Regions from separate parts of the Hordeum vulgare genome. Here region 1 is linked to region 2. The links are chromatin contacts, called in public Hi-C maps. All regions are on one chromosome and are shown on one strand. Each heading gives the region's core, a stretch centred on a gene start, on an enhancer-like site or on the middle of the called end of the contact. The rest is flanking DNA. Distances are from core to core; before and after follow the strand shown. Region 1 has its middle 160 kb from the start of LOC123412440. Region 2 holds the start of LOC123441212 (probable inactive receptor-like protein kinase At3g56050).

What was found. A called contact is a pair of places that touch in the nucleus more often than the background predicts.
Region 1: a contact with region 2 is called in a Hi-C map of leaf, with 4 times the contacts expected there. The contact joins the enhancer-like site here to the promoter of LOC123441212 in region 2. A contact is called at or near these places in 2 of 6 Hi-C or Micro-C datasets (leaf and seedling).

Annotation. Positions count from the first base shown.
Region 1 is chr1H:411,937,378-411,943,114 of MorexV3_pseudomolecules_assembly, reverse strand. No RefSeq gene overlaps it. Among protein-coding and RNA genes, the nearest start is that of LOC123412440, 160 kb to the right of the region's middle. Within about 2 kb of position 4,359, at least 1 of the 3 cell types and tissues checked has open chromatin away from gene starts, as enhancers often do. A contact at or near this core is called in leaf, where this site is marked.
Region 2 is chr1H:411,402,459-411,408,578 of MorexV3_pseudomolecules_assembly, reverse strand. It overlaps LOC123441212 (probable inactive receptor-like protein kinase At3g56050), which reads left to right and starts at 3,152. Exons shown (of 6, transcript XM_045117708.1): 1 at 3,152-3,477; 2 at 3,661-3,703; 3 at 4,091-4,581; 4 at 4,670-4,860; 5 at 4,954-5,086; 6 at 5,186-6,009. The coding sequence starts at 3,381. The coding sequence ends at 5,793. LOC123441193 (importin subunit beta-1-like) reads right to left here. Exons shown (of 3, transcript XM_045117704.1): 3 at 6,027-6,120.

The sequences.
Region 1 (5,737 bases), core at 3,110-5,609, 530 kb before region 2:
TATTTATCTATATTGTGTTACATCATCCACTCCTCTTCGGAGAAAATCCCAACGCAGATCACAAGTATCAGGAGGGTCCTCCAGCGTTTGGGACGCCGCAAGGGGGGTGGGGGGAGGGGGCGAGTCTGCCCCGCCGCAACCAACCTGAGGTGCGACGTGAAGCATGGAGGTGGCGACGGAGGAACGGGGTGGGGCCTGGTGCAGGTACGAAATTGCGCTGCCACCGACATCTCTCGGCGCGGTGTGGCTTTGCTGACTGGCCCTTCGGCTATGGCGATGCGGGCGTGGCGGTGCGAGAGAGGAGCTCCCAGCGGCGGCGAGGGTTTCCCCGTGTCACCAATCGCGGGAGACGTGAGTAGGGGGGGTAGGGGGTATCTTCATGTGTTGTTGTTGCTAACGGTGTTTGGCATCGCTTGTGTTTTGATCCTACCCTTTGTTTCTTCGTATGGCCAATCCTTCTTAGCATGCCTTTGTGGCCTTCAATTGTAAGCTATGTTAGTCGTTTTGATGTCACTACGGTTGGGCTACCACAAATTTAAGAAACAAATTGAAGCGACGATGCTATTTTATGAAGAAAAGAAATGTTCTACCATACTCATCCAAACAAAACTTATTTTGTTTCTTTTTAAAAATAAAGAGGTTCACATATACCAAGTTATAAAGAATAATTTCAATCGTGAGTCTGTGACAACCCTACTAACTTTCAAGTTCAATGATATTATAGTTTCGACGTTTCATCTTCTTCTAGTTACCAAGTGTGATGATACCATCGCAGCATTTGCAACAGGACACTGGAGGAGGAAGCTTGCACGCAACAGCGCAGAGATCGCATTTGGAACGCGTGGTTAATCGAATGGAGCGTAACGTACATTTCGACTGGAAAGGCACTAATTAAAGTTGTTTAGTTAGTTGGATTAGCTAGCTATAAGCTAGGCCGTAGTTAGTGACACGATCGATCGAATATGTATGGATCAACCTGACCCATCGGCCTCGCTTTCCTTTTTGCCCCGAAGGTCGCCGTCGAGTGTTTCGTGCTAACCCTCATCATGTCTGGCGATTAGTAGTAGTAACACGATGCACCTGCTTTAATAATTTCGGGGTCTATTTTTCGTTAATCCACCCGTTGCGACGCAAATCAGGAGGGTTTAATCGACCCTCATCTCATCTGGTAACCTTGTAGGATACGCCATCCCGGCTGCTCGTGCCTCACGAGAACTCTGTCGCAGCACGAAAGTCTGTCTCCCAATACGTACAAGTCAGCACGTACAAGTGAATGATCTCCGACGCTTGTAGCCTGTGGTCTCACTCACTCTGTCTCCGTGTGACAGCGTGGGTCGTGTAAGTGAGGCCATCTCTCTCCGTCTCCGAGATAGGGGACGGGTCGGGACAGTGATGGAGTTGCCAGGGAGGATTGATAGGTCGGGTTCAGAGAATTTAGCCCACATCAGGGTCACATGTCAGGTTGGTTTCAACACGTGTAGTTTTTGTTTTCTTTTGAACACTTCAACACGTGTAGTGGTTCGAAGCAGTCGTTAACTTTCTGGGTAGAAATGGCATTTCAATTTCAGAGATTTCCCTTCATGAGAAGGAAAGGGTAATGGCAATTGTGAGTGGCGCTCCCACTTGAGTATTCCGACATGATGTGTGTATCCAGAAAATAAGAGAGAGAAAAAATAAACACCATGCTGGTTTCACTACTAGCATAATTGTTTTCTTTTGAGCTAGTTGACCAAAAGGCGATATAAACGGAGCATCCGATCTTGTGAAGTTGATGGCTTGACGACATGAGGCCAGTAATTAATGCTTCCCCGTTCGGACCACGGTCGCCCTTTTTCTATAGCTCACCACCATGATCGCTTACACCAACAATCTTTTCTTTAGAACGCTCAGTATTTTATTTTATTTTGAGTACAACGGTCAGCTACAATCTGCAATCTTTAAATGAGGTTTGGTTTTCTAGAAGAATCTTGAAATGAGATAAATCGGGATTTTCATAGGTGGGACGAATCCATTTCACAGAAACAGGCGAGCAGGACTATGTTCTCGCTTTCTGCGAGACAGTAACTCCGCTCGGCTACAGGAGAGCCGGCAGTGGACCAGTCCAATAGCCTGCTTTCTTCGTTCGTTGTGATCACGTACTATATGTACATGCACATCTACATAGAATCCTCAAAAAATAAATCTACTTAGAAGCCAATTTCTCAAAAAAAAAATCTACAAAGGAGCCACGCACCTTTTCTTCTTTTTATTTTCTTTATATTTTAAAATATTATAAATAAATATACTTTTATTTTTTAAGTGTTCATCGCACATTTAAAAAGGTTTAAGAAGAGTAAAATAAAATTTCATGCATCTTTAAAAGTTCTTAGTACCAGTCCAAAAAGAATCTTTGTACAATGTTTCCTGCAATTTCAAATGTTTATACAATGTTTGCTACAATTCAAAAATATCTTCTTGAAGTTTGAAAATATATGTATTATAAATGTATTCAAATAATATAATTTTTTTCTAGAATTCAAACAATGATCAACATGTATTTCAAAAATATTTAACATTTATTCAAAACAATGTTCAAACATGTATTTGACAAATATTTATCATGTATTTAGAAATCGACTAAGCTAACGCACGATTCTTGAGCCGCTCAATCCGCTTCTGTTCTCGCGTGTACGATTCTTGAGTCGCTCAATCCACTTCTGCCCTCGCGTAAAAAGAGCTAAGAGGAAAATAGCCACTACTAGGGTTCAAACACACAACCTGTTGGTTGTGGCTATGACGCGCTACCAGATGAGATCAGTAACTGTTATGTTTCATGTACATATTAACTCATACTTGTACCTTAGTAAGTCATAGCGAGAAAGGAAGGCCACAGTGTCTTTGACGTGAGGACAAAACCATTTGCTCGAAGTTTTTTAATGGACTGATGCAACGTGTTTTGTACTCCACCTGTCTCTTTTTTCTAGTGATGAATATTTTTCTACATAAATAAATGTTTTGCTCCTATAAAATTCGAACATCAGTCTTTTTCTCGTGTGTCCTCCCTCGGTAAATTCTTTTAACGAGCCCGATAACTATACGCACCACAAACATGATAGTTTATATATAAATATCATGGTAGCATTTTTTACCCTAAAACAAACTAGTGTAAACATACCCTTGATATCTTTTTTATGAATAACATGGTAACTCACACATCGTATACCTGATAACTCACACACCCAGGCCCTGATAACTTTAGGGGTTGGGGAGTGTATGAATAGCATGGTAACTCGTAATTCGCAGAACTGATAACTTATGTACCCTGGTCCTGTTAACTTTGACGACGGGGGCAGGGGCTGTGAGTTGATGAAATATCACCTCATTAACTTTTATGTGACTGATAACTCACAAATCAAGACCTGATAACTTATGTACCCCGGTCCAGGTAACATCGGCCAAGAGGGTGCGGGTGGGGAGTTGTTGAAACATATCATGTTAAATTCTGTGCAAATAACATGGTATTTTACATCCCGAAGATATGATAACTTATGTACACCCCATAGTAACTTTGACCCGATTTGCACTATAGAAAATTTTGAAGTTTCGAAATAGGAAAGAATCTAAATAGTGAGAATGTACAATGACATCATCTTTTTTGTGCTCTAGCACATTTGCCCATGGAGAGAATGTTGGAGGAGCCATTTTTATGCCCCGGTAATTTGTATGTAAACAAGATGCTAACTAACACACCACAGACGTGATAACTTATTTTGCCTAGGTCTGATAACTTTTGACCTGAGAAAAAAAGTCTGATCTAGTTCTGAAGGTCTCGTCGCAATGAATCTTTTATGTAAAAGCGATTTTATAATCGGACAAACGGTTTGAGCTACAAAATATTTTGAAATTTTATTTTTAGATGAAATCTTTGCTGGCATCAGCTTTTATTTTTTCCGCATGCAGCTAACGTTCGAAGCCTACATGCCCGTTGAGAAAGTCCATGCATGCGCGATTAATAAGCGATTAGAGGAGGTGTTCAGATCTATTGCTTAACTTTCAAACAGTCAGAAGTTAGCAAAGATCTTTAGAAATATTCAACATGTTGATACATGTTACACATGTATAGAAAAACTAAAACGTGTATTAAACATTAGACATGTATTTGAACAAAAGGAAACAATAAAAACAAAAATAAAATGCACAAAATGTAAAAACAATGTAAAAGGATAAAAAGAAAAATTGCAACGAACATTCCCAAAACATGTCAAAAATTGATGGTATTTTGCATGAACTGGTCACAACACCGCTCCATGTATGTGTCAATTTGGCCGGCCCATCTTGCTGCTCACCTACATCCAGGAAGGAACTCGGTCTCGGCAAACCCTATTTAATGCCACAAGCGCCGGTTAAAGGCAAAATGTGCTAATCGGCGCCTGCAGCGCTCCGCAATGGGCCGTCCCATCTAAAAGTTTTTCATGAACTCTTTTAGCCCGTGAACTGTTTTAACCCGTGAACATTTTTTGAAATCGGTGAACTTTTTTGAAAATCGTTGAACTTTTTTTTTGAATCGATGAACTTTTTTGAAAAGTGATAAACATAATTTAAAATTGATGAACTTTTGTTGAAATCAGTGAACTATTTTAAAACTTTATGACCTTTTTTCAAAATTGGTGAACTTTTTTTCGAATTCTGTGAACTTTTCGAAAATTCATGAACATATTTCCAAAAATCGGTGAACTTTTTTCCATAATCACTGAATCTTTTTCACAAATCTGAACTTTTTGAAAATTCTATGAACTTTTTATCAATTTTTCAATAACCAACGAATTTAATATGGGCCGCCCCGCGAAGAAGGCCGCTGCAGGCGCCCGTTCCCCTAGTGGCGCGTCAAGCGCCACATAGAAGTCCCCTCGGTCTCGCGATTGTCAAGATATAGCTCCCGCACCTCCAGGCCATATTGTATGCAATAGCCTACCACCACCCATGGCAAGGGTGGACCCAAGATCAATTTTTAGAGGGGTAAAGATGTACTAAATGGATTGCTAAGTGGGGATAAATCATTATTTAGCTTTGCATATTAAAAGTGCGCTAAAATTTTTGTGGGGGCAGCACTGGATTCGCCCCTGACCCAGACGAGACTAGTTTGCGCTAGCATATGTAGCAAACACAAGTGCACAACAAGCAATTAAACCATCAGCCGTCGTGCCTCCTCAACATCTTAAGCACTAATTGGCGAATTGGTGCTCGGAGAAACGCGCTCATGCGCATGCCAGGCTATTGCCCATTAAGGTTAGCCCACCTCCTCGCTTAGTTTTCTCACAAGTTCGCTCATTTTCAAGAAAAAAATCAGTATTCAGATTTAAAAAAACATTTATTTCACACAAAAAAATCAAGAATTTGAAAAAAAAATGTGAGTTTAATAAATGTTTCAGAAGTTCGCTTAGTTTTCTCACAAGTTCGCTCATTTTCAGTTTCTATATATTGGGTCGCGCTATTCGTCACCCTGCGTGAGGAATAGTTATTCTTCACCCCCTCTATTTTAACATCAATGCACCGTAATTTTACGTTCCGTAAATTTTGTCTTATTTTATACGTAAAAAGATATCATAAAAATATAATTAATGTAAAAATATTTTATGTCATGTAAAATTACGACCATACAAAAATAGTGCAAAAAATACAACAAACTCAATTTTTTTGGTCTTGTGACCTATATTTTTGTTTTCTTTTGTCAAATTTTACGTAGTGATTCAATATAAAT
Region 2 (6,120 bases), core at 1,903-4,402:
ACATACCGAAGGACAAAGGGAATGACATACGGGGTTATACGAATCCTTGGCACTGAGGTTCAAACGATAAGATCTTCGTAGAATATGTAGGATCCAATATGGGCATCCAGGTCCCGTTGTTGGATATTGACCGAGGAGTCTCTCGGGTCATGTCTACATAGTTCTCGAACCCGTAGGGTCTGCACACTTAAGGTTCGACGTTGTTTTATGTGTATTTGAGTTATATGGTTGGTTACCGAATGTTGTTCGGAGTCCCGGATGAGATCACGGACGTCACGAGGGTTTCCGGAATGGTCCGGAAACGAAGATTGATATATAGGATGATCTCATTTGATTACCGGAAGATTTTCGGAGTTACCGGGAATGTGCCGGGAATGACGAATGGGTTCTGGGAGTTCACTGGGGGGCAACCCACCCCGGGGAAGCCCATAGGCCTTGGGGGAGACACACCAGCCCTTAGTGGGCTGGTGGGACAGCCCACAAGTGCCCTATGCGCCAAGGAGAAGAAAATCAAGAGAGAAAGAAAAAAAAAGGAGGAGGTGGGAAGGAAGGGGGACTCCCTCCCACCAAACCTAGTCCAACTCGGTTTGGGGGGGAGAGTCCTCCCCCTTGGACTCGGCCGACCCCCTTGGGGCTCCTTGAGCCCCAAGGCAAGGCCCCCTCCCTCCCACCTATATATACGGAGGTTTTAGGGCTGATTTGAGACGATTTTTCCACGGCAGCCCGACCACATAGCTCCACGGTTTTTCCTCTAGATCGCGTTTCTGCGGAGCTCAGGCGGAGCCCTGCTGAGACAAGGTCATCACCAACCTCCGGAGCGCCGTCACGCTGCCGGAGAACTCTTCTACCTCTCCGTCTCTCTTGCTGGATCAAGAAGGCTGAGATCATCGTCGAGTTGTACGTGTGTTGAACGTGGAGGTGCCGTCCGTTCGGTACTAGATCGTGGGACTGATCGCGGGATTGTTCGCCGGGCGGATCGAGGGACGTGAGTATGTTCCACTACATCAACCGCGTTCTCTAACGCTTCTGCTGTACGGTCTACAAGGGTACGTAGATCACTCATCCCCTCTCGTAGATGGACATCACCATGATAGGTCTTCGTGCGCGTAGGAAAAATTTTGTTTCCCATGCGACGTTCCCCCAACAGGTGATAGTTTTTTTTAAGTAGGACATACATTTTCTGATTTTTTTATTAAAAATATTGAAAAAATAATAATGAAACCACGGTAGGTGGTGCTCGGCCGACTTGGACGATTCTATTCTATTGACTACTCATAATGGAGAGTAACATAGAGTAGTAACATATATATGTCACTAGTCTAAGTTACTACATCCATAGTGGATAGTAACATAGGGGTAGTAACATTGAGCCTATCATTTATTAGGCTATAGACTCATCTTCCCTTGGTACCCGCTATGTTACTTATAAAGGTAGTAACATGCTAAGAGGGTGCTTGAATACGTTTTAGTCCCATGACTAAAAGTAGTGGGACTAATTTGCTAGCCTCACCCATGTTTGGATCCAAATACTAAAGAGACTAAAATCAAGTTAATGAGCATTTATTATCCTCCAAACCCTCCAATCCAGAACTCGCCTGTGTCAAAAAAGAGGAGTTAAATAAGGAAAAGGAGGACTAATCCACATTTTAGTAGGGGTGCCCCTCACTAAAAAAAATTAGTCTCAAGACTAGTTTTAGCCCATCTTTAGTCACGGGTGCTTGAAACTTTAGCCTCTTAAAGAGACTATTTTTAGTCAGACTAAAATAAGTCCCTTGGATCCAAGCACCCTCTAATTTACTCAGTTTATCTCTCTTCTTATTTATTAGTTGTCACATCATACTTTTTTGCTTAAGTGGTACTTATGTTATTACCTATGTTATTTTTATTGTGGGTAGTCTAAGATCGAGCGTGTGAGCCCGAACGCCCAGATCAGAGCATCCCCGCCGCGACAGACGACGCGTTTAGCTTTTGTTTTCACCTGGAGCCAGTGGCGGAGCTCCCCGGTGGGCAAGGTATGGCACTTGCCATACCTTGATTTGGAGCAAAAAAAATTAATACTGGTAATGCTAATAACTAATGACTCAATGTCTCAATTAACACAACCAAAAGAGGCGAGCCTGGATACTTGGTGCGTACCTGCCCCGTGCCCACCACATCGCTGGATGACTTAATGACTTGATGGTTTGTTATATTTTCTCTGTCACGGTTCAGAAGACACGGTTAAACTTGCGTGCGTTTTTAAAATAAACAAGGTTTAAGGTGCGAAAGCAATTATTCTTATTAATTAGTACTGGTACTACTCATGCATGTTTCATCCCAATTTGCTGCTCAAGCATTAGTACTAGTATTTTCTCAGTTGATTAGGCGCATTAGCATCTACACCTGCTACATCTCACAACCAATCGGTGACTACCTTGATCCCAGTGATTTTTCAAGCGTGCCCTCTAAACCGTGACAGAGAGAGTATTGAGCGAGAGATCTTCAAAAGTATTGAACTTGATAAAATTAAGTAAGATTTTCAGAATGAGGGTAGGGCATTTATATTACCTGGGTCTTCTAGACGTCATTGAAAGCTTCATTATCGGTATGTTTTAAGTTGTTTTTTATTCAAACATGTTTACATTTTTATTGTATTTGGTTTTTATTTGTAATGTGTATTGACTCTTTCGATTTGCACTAAAAGAATTATTTCCTTAAGACTTCGCCACACCTTAATTTTTTTTCGTCCTCCACCTCTGCCTGGAGCTGTCCAATGCGGTAGACTGGACTCCGAGACCGAGAGCGGGCACGCTCGTCGTAGGTCATACCGCTCTAAGAGCAAGTACAATAGAGCTAAGTCAGCTGGCTATAAGGAATAAACTAATATATTTTTGTTTAGTTAGAGAAAAGAGAAGAGGAGAGGGAAGGTAAACGCTGTAGCACGTGCTCCTAGGCATTTTGTAAGTATGAAAGATGGACCATATAATAAAGAAGTAGTACATTTTTGCAATGAACTATTGTATATATTGACTATAAATAGATTGTAAATGACATGACAATGGCTTATAGCCACTAGCTGGCTATACTGTTGCACTTGCTCTAATCCATCCGAAGAGGGCCAAGCAAGCAGGATTATATCGGGGCGCGCCGTGGGCGGCGTGGCATTCCGTGGTCACGCCTCCAACAAAACAACAAAGCCATCAACGCGACCCCCTCCCTCCTCTCCTTCCAGGTGGCCACCCATTAATCCTCCTGCTCCTTGCTCGGTTATCTGCCTCTTGACCCCGACCCTTCGCCCTCTCCTCCCTCCCTCGCGCCATCGCTCCACTATATTGTTGTGCACGCACGCTTAACCAGCCCAGGCCTCTCTCCCCGTTCCGTTACTCCGTCCGTGCCCGTCCATGGGGAGACTGTGCTGCCCGACGGCTGCGCTTCTGCTGCTGCTGCTCGTCTCCTTCGGTTTCAGCCTTGGCTCCTGCAGCTCCGACGCTCAGCAAGGTATGTCACTGTACCTCTGCTGCTGCCGCTGAATAACCGTTGCTGATATTTGATTCCTGTGTGTGTTCATGTCATAAGAGCAAGCTCCTTCCTTTCTTTCAGTTGAATTTTGCCACTTGCTTGTTTTCGTTTCTTTCAAGTTGAGATGTATAGTGATGACAAGTACGAACTCTCTCACTGTAGGAAGGGCGAACCACCGGGAGGAAGATGCACGGCCCGCAGATCGGTAAGATCTCTCTCACCATACTTTTCATGTTCAGTTTCAGGAATGCTCTGAATTTCAGTGTCACTATGAGAGAATAGGGTGTAACCTTTCTTCGATTAGGTGGAGTAGCTTGGAAACTTCTTCGTCTGCATGTTTCGTCATCGTGACATTCCACTCTTCATTTTTAAATTTGCAAGGAAACCGATAAAAAAAGCACATAAAATACTGCAAAAACATTCTTCGCGGCCATCTTCTTAGATTGCGTTGCATAGAGAGGTGGGAATGGGGTGTCGGCTGTCAGAGATGGACAGCTGAACCACCGAGCAACCCCGGTTGGTGCATGTCCCTTGTCCAATTGTTCCTCGCCTCTTGTGCTCACTCTCATCTGCCGACTCCAATCATTGTCAGGCGGGTAAACCAAGCGGTACACATCCGAGAAGCTCTACCACGACCGAACAGGTACAGGTCCAAGCAGTCGACGGCGTTCCCGCAGTGGCCACCCTGGCCATGGGCACCGATAACGACGCCGACAACAAGTTCACCGCCGTTGCAGGGTGCTGTCTCCCCGTCAAGCGCTCCCGCGCCGGCGCCGGCTGTCGCCAAGCCTCTGGCGGTGCCGCCTCGGCACGCCGACGAGCCCGCGCACAGCATCACGGTGCCACCGGCGCCAGCGACAGTGGTGACCCACGGCGCTGCGGCGGTCGGAGAAGCGTCGAGCGAGGCGGCGGGCCATGATCCTGCAAGGCGGCGTATGTATGTCATCGCCGGAGCAGGAGCTTCCCTCCTTGTGGCAATGTCGGCGGCACTGTTGGTCCTGTGCTACCGGTCCAGCAAGGTGGTCACCGTCAGGCCGTGGGCGACCGGCCTGAGCGGGCAGCTGCAGAAAGCGTTCGTGACAGGTTCACCCCGTCCCTGAAAACTGCGTCCCATCTCTACTGCTACATGGCTCCCTTCTTTTTCTTGGAAGTGATTGGGAGATGGCTGCAGGCGTGCCGGCGCTCAAGAGGTCGGAGCTCCAGGCCGCCTGCGAAGACTTCAGCAACGTCATCGGCTGCCTGTCGGATTACATGATGTACAAGGGGACGCTGTCGAGCGGCGTCGAGATCGCCGTCATATCGACGACCAAGAAGTCCGGCAAGGAGTGGTCCAAGCAGTGCGAAACCCAGTTCAGGAAAAAGGTGGGCTGCAAAGCTAGGACGAAACTGAACAAATCAGTTAGTATTACCCTGAAAATAAACTTACTACTAATGATGGCAATTGTGCTGTTTCAGATAACAAGCCTGTCCAGAGTTAACCACAAGAACTTTGTGAACCTGCTGGGCTACTGTCAGGAAGAGCAGCCATTCACGAGGATGATGGTGTTCGAGTATGCTCCCAACGGCACTCTCTACGAGCATCTCCATGGTAAAGCTAGTGGAGTTCCATCCATAAGAGACGATGTTTTTCATGAGCTGTGGCAGATTAACTAAGGAAACGATGGTGTTGCTTGCCGTGCACGTGCAGTGAGGGAGGACGGTCACCTGGACTGGCCGACGCGGCTGCGGGTGGCAGTCGGGGTCGCCTACTGCCTGGAGCACATGCACCAGCTGAGCCCGCCGGAGATCCTCAAGACGCTCGACACGTCCACCGTGTACCTCACAGACGACTTCGCGGCCAAGATCGCGGACGTCTTCTTCTGCTCCGACGAGGCGGCCTCGTCGACCAGGACGGAGATGGCGAGCCTGCAGTCCCTCCTGGCGCTGTCCGACAGGGAGAGCGTCGTGTACAGCTACGGCATGGTGCTGCTGGAGATCATGTCCGGCAGGTTCACGGCGTCGGCGGGCGGCCTGCTGGAGGGCTGGGCGGCGAGCTTCCTCCGAGGGGAGAGACAGCTGAGGGACGTCATGGACCCTGGCCTAAGATGGAACGCGACCCTCCAGGCCGAGACCGTCAACAGGCTGGACAGCGTGATACGGTCCTGCACCGACCGGGAGGCGAGGCGGCGACCCGCCATGGCAGAGGTCGCAAGGTGGTTGAGGGAGATCACCGCCATGCCGCCGGAAGCAGCTACCCCCAAGGTGTCGCCGCTGTGGTGGGCGGAGCTGGAGATCATATCCACTGAGGCCACCTGAAGTTCACACAGGAGCTGAGCATTCAGGTTTGCAACAACAGTTGTTGTACCAACAGTTGGGATCGCAGTGTGTGTATGTGGTGTAGCATAGCGCCAGAGTACTGCTTGTATTTGCTTCACTAAAAAAACCTTGTAGTTTGTCCGGATTTTGTAACCTGAGTGCAGCTACTGCATACTGCAGCACGCACAACACCCTGCAGAAGAGACATCCGCAGCATAGCATGAGTGCAAGCATGCAACACAAACCGAGTAGAATACAATAATAATGAGTTTAGCTGTTCAAGACGTAAACCCCACTGCCGTCGAATGTGACGCACAACGACTTGAC